2 separate regions of the Anas platyrhynchos genome follow, and region 1 is linked to region 2. Evidence: chromatin contacts called from public Hi-C data. All regions are on one chromosome and are shown on one strand. Each heading gives the region's core, a stretch centred on a gene start, on an enhancer-like site or on the middle of the called end of the contact. The rest is flanking DNA. Distances are from core to core; before and after follow the strand shown. Region 1 holds the start of LOC119713574 (low density lipoprotein receptor adapter protein 1). Region 2 overlaps LOC119713574 (low density lipoprotein receptor adapter protein 1).

Evidence for each region. A called contact is a pair of places that touch in the nucleus more often than the background predicts.
Region 1: a Hi-C map of skeletal muscle shows a contact between it and region 2, with 3 times the contacts expected there. The contact joins the promoter of LOC119713574 here to the enhancer-like site in region 2. A contact is called at or near these places in 3 of 8 Hi-C or Micro-C datasets (liver, skeletal muscle and subcutaneous adipose tissue).

The regions. Positions count from the first base shown.
Region 1 is chr24:194,810-199,858 of IASCAAS_PekinDuck_T2T, forward strand. LOC119713574 (low density lipoprotein receptor adapter protein 1) reads right to left here and starts at 3,544. Exons shown (of 19, transcript XM_072027445.1): 1 at 3,375-3,544. The coding sequence starts at 3,459.
Region 2 is chr24:152,827-158,398 of IASCAAS_PekinDuck_T2T, forward strand. LOC119713574 (low density lipoprotein receptor adapter protein 1) reads right to left here. Exons shown (of 19, transcript XM_072027445.1): 9 at 1,740-1,855. Among named protein-coding and RNA genes, the nearest start is that of SELENON, 24 kb to the left of the region's middle. Within about 2 kb of position 2,560, at least 4 of the 8 cell types and tissues checked have an H3K27ac peak or open chromatin away from gene starts, as enhancers often do.

The DNA.
Region 1 (5,049 bases), core at 2,294-4,793, 43 kb after region 2:
CTTCTAGTTCCCGACACAGAGCTTGCAACCCAGGATCTGCAGCTTTCATATTAAAGGAATCTTGCTTTGAGCAGGAGGCAACTATACCAAGGTGCACATGATGCGCTGGCTGTGGGCTGCAGCATACAAACCAAAGCCCTCCTGTAATCATGGAATATCCTGACTTGGAAGGGACCAAAAGGATCACCAAGTCCAGCTCATGGCAGTGCAGCACCAGAGGCTGGGACATGCCGTGGTGCTCAGGTAGCACCCTATGGCCAAGAACATGCCTTGGCAGTGCCTTTCCTCCAGAAAGATGTGGTTTGTGTGTTCCTACAGTGCACACGAGAGGGGGCAGGGCAGAAGGGCAGAGTGTCTTATGCCAAGCACAGGCAGCCTGCGTGCCTCTGCGGTGCGTGCATGCAGGGGGAGCCAGCCTCTTACATGCCAGAACAGACAGGCTCGGGTCCCTGCAGCAGGTGAGGGGGAAGAGGCCAGGCTCTTACCTCTGCAGGTAATGCTGCAGCCGAGATGCCCTACAGCCCTGGGAGCAACGTGGCTCCTGGAGAACAGTTTATGCCGGCTGCAGACAAAACATGCCCCTGAAGGCTTTGTTGTCTTGTATTCAGCCCAAGCTTTGGCTGCCTCCAAGCAACAGGGCCAAACTCAGCAACTTTCTGCAAATCCACAGCCACTTTGGAGAGCAGGGGCGGGGCTGCAGCAAGGGGGGACATGCCTCTTGAGTGACCCAAGGCATGCAGCCCTGTGGCAAGGCAAGATAGCAGATAAGCCACAAACCCGGCACCACTCCCAACATGGGTGTCAAGAAGAACCCACCTGAAACCTACCAGCAGGTCCCAAGGGGCTGCCTGCAGGGGGAAAAGAAAACCACCAGGCAAGAGCTTCTGAGCCCAAGCCCCAGCTTGGTGAGGATTGTGCTGCAGGGAGGGAGCCGTGCAGCTGTGCGGCCAGAGCAGGTCCTGCTGAGCAGGAGAGGGCCCTGGCTGCAGGCTGAGCCAGGCACCTGGCAAGAGGAGCTGCTCCACTCCGGGAGCCAATATGAGAAGAGGAAAACAGCTTTTCTTCACTTGGCCAGCATGAGTCTCAGAGCAGTGCTTGCTGGTGAGCACACACACAAAATCCACCCAGAGCTCCGAGGACACGTGGGATGCTGTATTCACCTTGTACCCTGTCTGGAAACGGATGATGCCAGCAAAGAGCCTGCTTTCTTCAAAAGCCAAGGGTGTTGCTGCTACCCTCCCACCCTCAGCACCCAAAGCTGGGCGAGCATGTCAGGAAAGAGATTTGCATACAACAGCCAGGCAGCCGCCTGCTCCCACTCCTTCAGCTGGTCATGGTGCATACCCCATGTTCCCACCACACACTGCCCTTGAATCCTTCCAAGGCAGCACAGATAAGAGAAGCGAGCACCACCACCCCTTGACCTCACCACCCTGACTTCTGCTCCGTGGCATTGCAACACAGCTTCTCCTTGATCCCTGCATGGAGGCGGAGGGACAGATTGGGCAAATCTAGCCCAGCACACCCCCTGCCTCCCACAGCCCCTCTGCAGGAAATTTCAGCCGGTGCAATGTTCCATCCTCTCTCCTCTGAACAGAGCGTCGCCCCAGCAAGGATTTCAGCCATTTCCGTCATGTTTTTTGTCCCAGGCGTGCTCTGTGCCTTGGCTGCTGACAAAAGTTCTCAGTAGATGAAGACAAAACCTTCCCTGCCCTTTCTTCTGTTACTGCCTTGGCTCCACAAGCAGGCAGGACTGCTCTCTTAGCATCAGCCACCCATGCCTCAGCTTCAGATACTATGCACGAGCCACACCCGAGAGATTCAGGACGGCCACCCAGGCTCCTTGGCGTTTTGCAACAGCAGCCATCACATTCATCTTCTGGACAGGGCTCCGGGTGCATGGCCTCTCCCCTGACACAAGCTCCACCACCAGGTGGGAGCTCAGCACGCTGCACTCCCAGCAGGGACTCACTGAGGACAGGGACCCCATGTGTGCTCGGGGGCAATGCCTCAGCGTCACCGGCTGCAGGAAGGCCCCGGGCACCTGCTCCTCACACTGAGCTGAGACAGAAACACGGGTGGTTTTGGTGCAGACACTGAAGGGCTTTTTGAAAGAAGAAGCTGACGAGGGCATCAAGGAGCAAGCATCAACAATCTCCAAGCCGGGATTTTTTCCCTCCTTTGATTCCTGCTACTGGGCAGAGCTTTGCTCCCAGGTAAAAGCCCAGGAGAGCCTCTGCTCCATTTGGCCCCTTTGCTGCCAGCACCCCTGCTCTGGCACTGCTTGCAGCGAGCGGTTACAGCCTGGGGAAGAACCTCCAAGTGTGCCACCTGAGGTGAGAGGCACGGAAACCACACGGCCGAACACACAACAAGCTGTCAGCTTGAAGCACGTAAACAGGCAGCGAGCGTGGCAGGGATGTGCAGACTCTCCTCCACGTGCCCTGCTCAGCACCATTTCCCACCACCTTCTCCACCTTCCAGTTAACGCAAGCACAACGCGCCCAGGCTTTGCCCTTCCCGAAGCAGGCCCCCGAGGCTGGCCTGGCACAGGTGATGTGGCCCCGCAGGCGGGAGGCGCCTGCCTGGGACAGGCTGGTCCGCAAGGTCATTGCTCTGCAGGCTCAGGGAGGTCCGCAGCCCGAACTGAAGGGCTGCCACACTTTGCAGTTAGCGAGGAGCGTCTCTGCCCCGTGGGACCGCTCTGGGGAGCAGCTCAACAAGTCCCAGCACAGCACCAGGCGTTTGCAACCACGGGGCTGCCGGCCTCTCCCCCCCCCCAAAGCACCATCGAGCTGCGGTTTCAACTCCCGCAGCTCCCGGCCCCTTCATTCTCACAAAAAGGGGCCAGAACCCGGGATCGATCCCGCCAGGAGGGCAGCAAAACGGAGAAGCTGGAGCGTGCCCGGGGACAGCAGGGCTCCGGGCACGGCCGGCCCCTTCCCACCGCTCCCGCGGCCCCTCGCCAACTGCGCCGCCCGCCGGAGCGGCCCCAGCGCCGGCCGCGCACGCCAAGGGGCGGCCCGGGGCTCGTCTCCGGCGGCCGCCGCAGGGACACGGCCGGCAGGAGCCGAGCGCCCGCCCCGGGCCGGGCCCACGCCGCGGCCGGAGCCCCCGCAGCTCGCGCTCCCTCCCCGCCGGGGGTCCCGCGATCTGGGACACGAGGACCGGGGCCACCGGGCCCCCCGCCCCGCAGCCCCGAGCCGCCCGCCGGGAGAGGAGAGAGGGGAGGGGAGGGGAGGGGAGGGGAGGGGAGGGGAGCAGCACCCGCAGCCAGGGCGCGGGGCGGAAGCGGGGCACACGGGGGGGGGGGGGGGGGGAACACGGGAAGGAAGAAGCGGGGCGCGGAGCGGCCGGGGCCGCGCGGCTCTCACTCTTGTGGCGGCCGCCGGCCCAGGCCGGCTTGGCGACGCTGGGGCTCCGCAGCAGGGCGCGCCCCGCCGAGCGCAGCGCGTCCATGGCCGCTGCTGCCCCGCGGCCTCCGCAACTTGGCGGCGGCGCCGCCCCGGCACGGCCCGCGCTGACCGCGTCCGGGGGCGGGGCCGGCCGCTAAGCCCCGCCCCCATCCCCCCCCCCCCCCCGCGCGCGTGCCCGCGTCCCCCCCACGCGCACACCCAAGCGGGGGGGGGGGGTGCGGGGGGCCGGAGCCCGGCCTCGGCGCGCGCTTCCCTGCGCGTCCCCGCGGCTGCCGCTGGGCTCGGCCCCAGCAGCCGGGGTTACGGGGGTGCGGGGGGGGCCCAGCCCCGTGCTCGGGACGTGCCGCACGGCTGAGCTCAGGCGGCACCTCGGCGATCGGCTCCCTGATAACCAAGGCTGAGAAAACCGCCGGGCAGGTGTCTGCCCCGCCCGGCGTTGGCTTCCCTTTTCCCGTATTTTGGCCAAATCTCTTCTCTCTCAATACACCGCCACGCTCGGCTCCGCTCAGGCAGCGGCTCCTGCCTCGCTGCGCGGCGGTCCCAGCGGGAGGTTCCGGCCGGCATCCTGACGGGGAGGCTCCGCCGCGTGCTGCTGCTCTGCGTGCCGCTGGCCCCTTCCCCTCCGAGGCGCCCAGCGCACCGCAGGGTCTGGCTCGGGTTCCTGGTGCGAAGAGAAGAGCGTGGGGCACACGGCGGTGCCGCCGGCCCCTGCGGAGCTCTCCCAGCACTGGTGTCACTCACCCGTCGCTCTGCCGGCAGCGCTGGCTCTGCTGGGAGCAGCAGAAGGTATTTCTTCAAGGTGCCACCGCAGCCAGAGAGTGAAAGCCCACAACGGCGTGACAGCAGCCTGGGAGAGAGGAGTCATCGAGTCAAGGTCTCAAATGTGGCCATGATGTTGAAGCCAGCCTCCCTGCAAGTCGTAATTTGAGTTTAAAAGATCCTTGCGAGGGTGAAAAATTACCAGTGTCACCTCCCCGCGAGGGAGGCAGGGCCTCGGGCTCTCAACCTCACAGCTTTGTACCTTTCAGCCTCCTGTCATGCCAGGAAGCCCAGGCCATCCTACCATCAAGAGCAGCCCGCAGGCAGGTGAGCTGTACAGGCCAGGGAAGCAAAGTCAAATCTCTCCATTCACGTCTAAGGGCTGAGGATGGCACAACAGCTTTTTGTTTGTTTGTTTTTTGAAACGTTGCTTTCTTGCTAGCTGTGAGCACAGCCTGTCTGACCTTCCCAGCCCTGCCATGCTCTGCCCAGTCATTTCAGAAGGTTTTTTTTTTTTTTTCCTTGGGGTTATTTAAACTTTTTAAACCTTTTAAATTATTCACCCTTACCAAAACTAAAATAATTCTTTTTGAGACGACTCTTTGAACTGCCATACTTAAAAAAACAAACAAACAAACAAACAAAAACCACACGCAACACCAAAATATCCAGGATTTTATAGTCTCCCATTCTTTATAGCTGAAACTTTTCCTCAGTTTGACTCAAATAATGAAGTATGCTTGCAGGTGTATTCTGGGCTGCTGGGATTTTGGCTACTCCTGCTTTACTCCCCCAAAGGCTGGATCTGGTCTCTTTTAATGTCATGCTTGGAATTAAGCATTGGGGTTTGGCACCCTGATGATGTGGCCACATG
Region 2 (5,572 bases), core at 1,310-3,809:
ACCCTCATGCAAATGCATAAAGGCACAAAACAGAAAGATCTTCCACCAACACAACACCTTCAGTGAGCAGGGGAAAGTAGACCTGAACCTCTGCACTAGCCTCTCATTTCCAAATATCTGCAGGTTTCAAATCAGAGCAAATCCTTTATTGAGATAATGACTGAAATAGCATTAGGCAGAGCAGAGCATCCAGTTCCAAACAGATCTTGCGCATCTTGGGAGTTCCTGCCTCACTCTTCCGGACTGTCAGAGTCTTTTGTACAAAGCCATTTTTAAATTCATTTCCCCTCTTTTCTCCCTCTGCTGTGCATTCTAACACCACCTATCAATCCATAGCATTCATTCTTGTCTATGCAGATCAATCTATTCTGCAGGCCAAGATTAAAAGCTTTTATGAAATCCAAATAAATTAATTTCCCAGTTGATTTTGTCCCTTGTTTATCAATTCAGTAATGTGCTGCAAGCATTCAGCAAGTTTATCAGAGGTGGTCTTCCTTTTACGAATACATGAGTGCTAGCCATGCACTCCCAAATGATGTTTTTCCACAAAGGTAACTGCATTCATTTCTCTCATGAGGAGAACCATTTTTCATGACAGACAAGTAGGCTGGCATTACAAAATAAAAGTTTGAACTGCACTTTGATTTTAACATTCTCTGTACACCACTGATGTGATCCCATCTGCTCTCCCACAAATTACCAAGCCAAAAGGCTTGGGTTGGACGGGATCTTGAAGATCATTTACCTCCAACACATCCCACTAGACCAGGTTTCCCAAAGCTCGATCCAACTTGGCCTTGAACATTTCCAGGGATGGGGCAGACAACACTTTGATGGATGTCCTGTTCCACTGCTTCACCACCCTCATAAGCAAGAATTTCTTCTTCAAACCTAATCTGGATCTACCACATTTCAGTTTAAAGTCATTACCTCTTGTCCTATCACTACACTCCCTGACAAAGATTCCCTCTCATGCTTTCTTACAAGCCTCTATGTACTGACAGGGACAGCATCCTTCATTTGATAGCACTGCAAAGGATGTATTGTCCCAGAGTCCCATCAAATCTAACAGATTTTCCTCTAAGAAAAAGTAGCTAGGAAAGCTTCAAGGACCACAGAGAATGACCATCTTCAGCCATTTTCAGAGATGATGCCCTTCCTTTCAAAGCTAGGCTCAATATGTGCTCCCACTTTGCTCTCAAGGCACTACATTTCCACTGCACAAGCCTCAGCAACGGCTTTGCATACCAGCAAAGGACCCAGTGAAGGAGACCAGTGTTTTTAATCTTAACCTACAGCATGTAAAAAGAAAACTTGCTTTATCTTAGACAGACATTTTACCAAGATGAAGCAGAACTTGTTCTTTCATGAAAAGAAATTCTACAGAGTATCCTATAAGTACAGATGTTGTACAGCCGAGACCAGAATACAAAAACAAAATATTAAACACCGAATTTCATTTTCAGTCAGACATTGAGTTTGATCCAGTGATCCCTGCCTGGAAGCCTTTGCTACATATAGGGAGAAGATTGGGCGAATCATCGCAGCAGTCCCTTTGGCCTTAAAAAACACATAAATTAATAAATTAAAAAAATCTGTGAGTTGAGTGTTTCTTCCCCTGCATTCTTCAGATGTCCCCTCCTCAAATGGTTCTTAGAGAAGGCTCTGTAACTAGAACTGGCAAAACACGCACTAAGCATTTCTCTGATACAGACAGACATTGCCAGAAATTGACTTACCACATTCAAGTCAAAGCTCTTCTCCACCCATTTTTTTGCTTCTTGGAATTCCTCCTCAAGTTCCATGATGTACAGAGTATCTAAGGCATCTACCACTGTAGCTCCTCGAAGACCTCCTGCAAACAGAAAAGTGTGATGAAGCCCCATTTGTGCAGTCTTTTTTACCTCTAAATAAATCTGCAGGAGCTGAGACAGGCAGCAGCTTCCAGTCCCAGTAGCGGGGATTTCTGGATGGGATCCAGACTAGCCACTTTTTCTGATTCTTTTGACAGGACTAGTGAGCTCCACTACCCAAAATATGTTGCTTTGGAGAGGCACAATTTTCAAAGGCCTGATAATGTTCAGAAAAAATACTCCCGAAGAACAGCTCAAGGTCTGCACGTTAGAACACCAGTCATGACTGCAATCCTTGGCCTTGTTTTTCAGTTCTTATCTTGGCCAAAATGTTTACACAATTGCACCCCTAATCTTTGTTCATCTGCAAACCCAAATTCAGCCTCTTTCTAACCCAGTTACAAGCATAAGCCTCTTCTGATGGAAAATAATTTTATTTTCATTGTGCAAGAGCATCTAAGAAAGCACTTTGATCAATTCTCTCCTGATGTAGTGCTTGTTATCTAGGCCACAAAGTACTTTTGCTCCAACTCATGATCCAGGCTTTCCTATTGCCAGCATACACACAGCACAGCCTCAGCTGGCAGCAAAGAGACCAGAAACTAATCTTAATGAATCATAAACAGAGAGTGGGTGACTCTGGGGATGGCTCCCTTCCTTTGGCTAGCAAAACAAAGAGTCCCTGTGAGCATGCCCACCGCTCTCCAGCTGATGGCAATGGGACACATGCAGACTAAGCAAATACCAACCAAGTATTTGGACCTACTATGTCATCCATGTAAACAAAATGTATGCCAAGCTTTGTCTTATGCAAATACTGTAAGAGAGATTTCAATGAGACAGAATGACATGACGTGCACGCTGAGAAAACTATACGGGGTATACAAAGAGTCTCGGAGCAGTTAAGAGCAAATGAAACCAGAGATATTAACAACTCTGGGTTTGGAATATCCCAGTGCCAAACTTTTATTTCTATTAGGGTTCACTAAGAATATTCCTAGCACTAGAAAGCCAAGGGTACAAAGCACACCATGACTCAAGACCCTCTGTGTTTTCCTAAGACATCCTTCTATTCGGCTCAAGTCAGTTCCTTCTTCTATCTGACTTGAAAATACCACCCCAAATTTTCCAAGCTTTCCCAGCCTTCTATTGTATGCGCAGAGTGAGTTGGCACTTTTGTAATACCTTCAGTGTTACTTCAATTGTAGTTCTGCTTAAGAGAGAAAAACCTAGCTGGATGTGCTGTCAAGGAACTACAGCAGAGGAGAGAAGAAGGCAAAGGTGAGTCATGTGTTATGAACTTTAAGACTTTGGCCTTTTCTTATTAAGAAAAAAATGTGACTGTCTGATGTACACAATACCCTTACCCCACAGAAGTGCTCAGATCCACCAATTTCTTGTAGGGCTCATGTATGCTTTCAGCACTCATCTCCCATAAGAAAGATATCCTGCCTTATTTTGTTGATGTTACAAGACTGCAGTTTTTACTTTTCAGCCAGTCAGCACATCATCACTTTAACAAAAACCCAACCAAGACTTTACTGCTCAGCTACAGATTCCTGGCTTTCAGATGCTGTCTGCATCAAAAACAGGGACTGTGGAAAAGAGATGAAGACAGTCTCTAGAAATCCATTTATTCCTAACAGGCTTGCAGAATGTTCATCTAACTGAAGCTACCTCTCAAAGTGCAACAGATGGAATCAAATAGCCACTAGATCAACTGGTGTGTTCTAAAAACAGCCAAGCTGAGGTTTGTACAGCATGTTTTCCAAAAGCAGTGACCATGAAAAACAACATTTCTGCAGTCAGAGCTGTTTTTATCAACTTTAATGATTCTTCAATATTAATGATCATGTAACTTTTTATACACTTTCCTATTAGCAAGGAAAAATACACCAGTTCAGAGTAACACAGACAAGCAAAATATTTTTAAAAAAGGAAGAAGTGCCTGAGGCACAGCCCATTACTGTGATATTCTGAGAGTAACACTAACGGGGTTGATTTAATTTGATGATATAATCCACAAAGCCTTTCAGAATCTGCAGAGAGACAATGAAAAAAGTTGCATCTTCTAACTGAAACAAAGACAAAGAGACAATAAAGTTACAATTTTCTGGAATGATTAATTGAAATGAAAATTAGTGCCTGAATTTATAGAGCCTTTTACACTTTTAACAAGTCAGGCCTTTAAATACATGAAAGGCACCAGAGGATTAGGAACATGCTTGAATCTTCATTAAGGCATACAGCTCAGAGTTGCTCAGCTTTCCTCCTCTGTATTTGATAAGGTGGGGGCAAACCATGCTTCCTTGCTGGCTTGTCTTTGTATCGTTTCAAAATTTGTTTTAAACATTCCCCTAAACACTCTTTATCTGAAGAACTGCAAGTTGTTTCATACATCGGTTTTGTCACAGGTTCCTTTCTTCTGTACCAGCTTTGAAACAATTGCACATCTGACTTTTTTTTTTTTTTTCCTGCAGCTAAGGTCTATAGCAACAGCAAAAGCTACAGTGTCACCTTCAGCTACCCATGAGAAGATACAAAGGAACCTCCCTGCCCTCCACAGCCATGCAGAGAGCAAACCAGGCACCAAGACTTTGCTGCTGTGTCCCTGTCACATGCCAGCACAGAGAGGACATCTAAGACTCACAGATTCATAGAATGGCTTGGTTTGGAAGGAACCTCGACGACCATCTAACTCCAACCCCCCTGCCATGAGCAGGGACGCCACCCACTAGTTCAGGTTGGCCAAGGCCCCATCCAGCCTGGCCTTGAACACCTCCAGGGATGGGGCATGCACAGCTTCTGTGGGCGACCTGTTCCAGTGCCTCACTACCCTTATAGTGAAGAATTTCCTCCTAATGTCTAGTCTAAGTCTATCCTCGTTTAGTTGAAGAGCATTCCCCCTTGTCCTATCATTATCTACCCGAGTAAAGAGTCCTCTGTCTTTTTTAAAAGACCTCTTCAAGTATTGAAAGGTTGCAAAGAGGTCTCCCCCAGAGAATTCTTTTCTCTAGGCTGAACATCCCCAGCCCTCTCAGCCTCACAAAAAGACCCGGACCTTCCTGTACACACTGATTATTCTTTGCTACAACAGAATCTCCATCCCTTTCAGGTTTCTGCTTGGACTTTGTTTCATTGGATCATGACAGAGCTGGTGACACAACCTCCAGTGGTGATGATTACATTCAGCTGTCGAAAGATGGTGCTATACACATCCCAGCATGGTTACTAGAACACAGCCATTTATAAAGATAGTGATATTTGCCCATTATTTTGTGAGATGTAAAAAAAGAAACACCCTTCCAGGTCTATGCATTGTAATGTGATGGATATAATCAAAGGGAAAGCAGCTTCAACAGGAAAAGGAATCAAAACCCACTCTGCCACTTTTGGCTTTTGCTGACACTTCCCTCTCTAAATTACTGGTTTCAGCTTCATTGAAATCCTCAGACAAAAACCTTCTGAAAGTGTCTGAACAACTCCGCGTCTGAATTTTTTCCTGTTTCCACAAATCTAAGACCCTGCGTGCTAACAAATTTCCTCCACTGATCCTGCTGCAAAATTGGCCTGGAGTGGAGCTAAACCTTGCTGGCAAGAGGCAAGGTCACTTCTTAGCTGATGGCCAGAATGGATGGTGTGTCTACTGGACACCACTCTGAGATCCTCTCCAGCTCCTATACTGCCCCATAAGAGTGCACAACCATTCTGACTAGGAA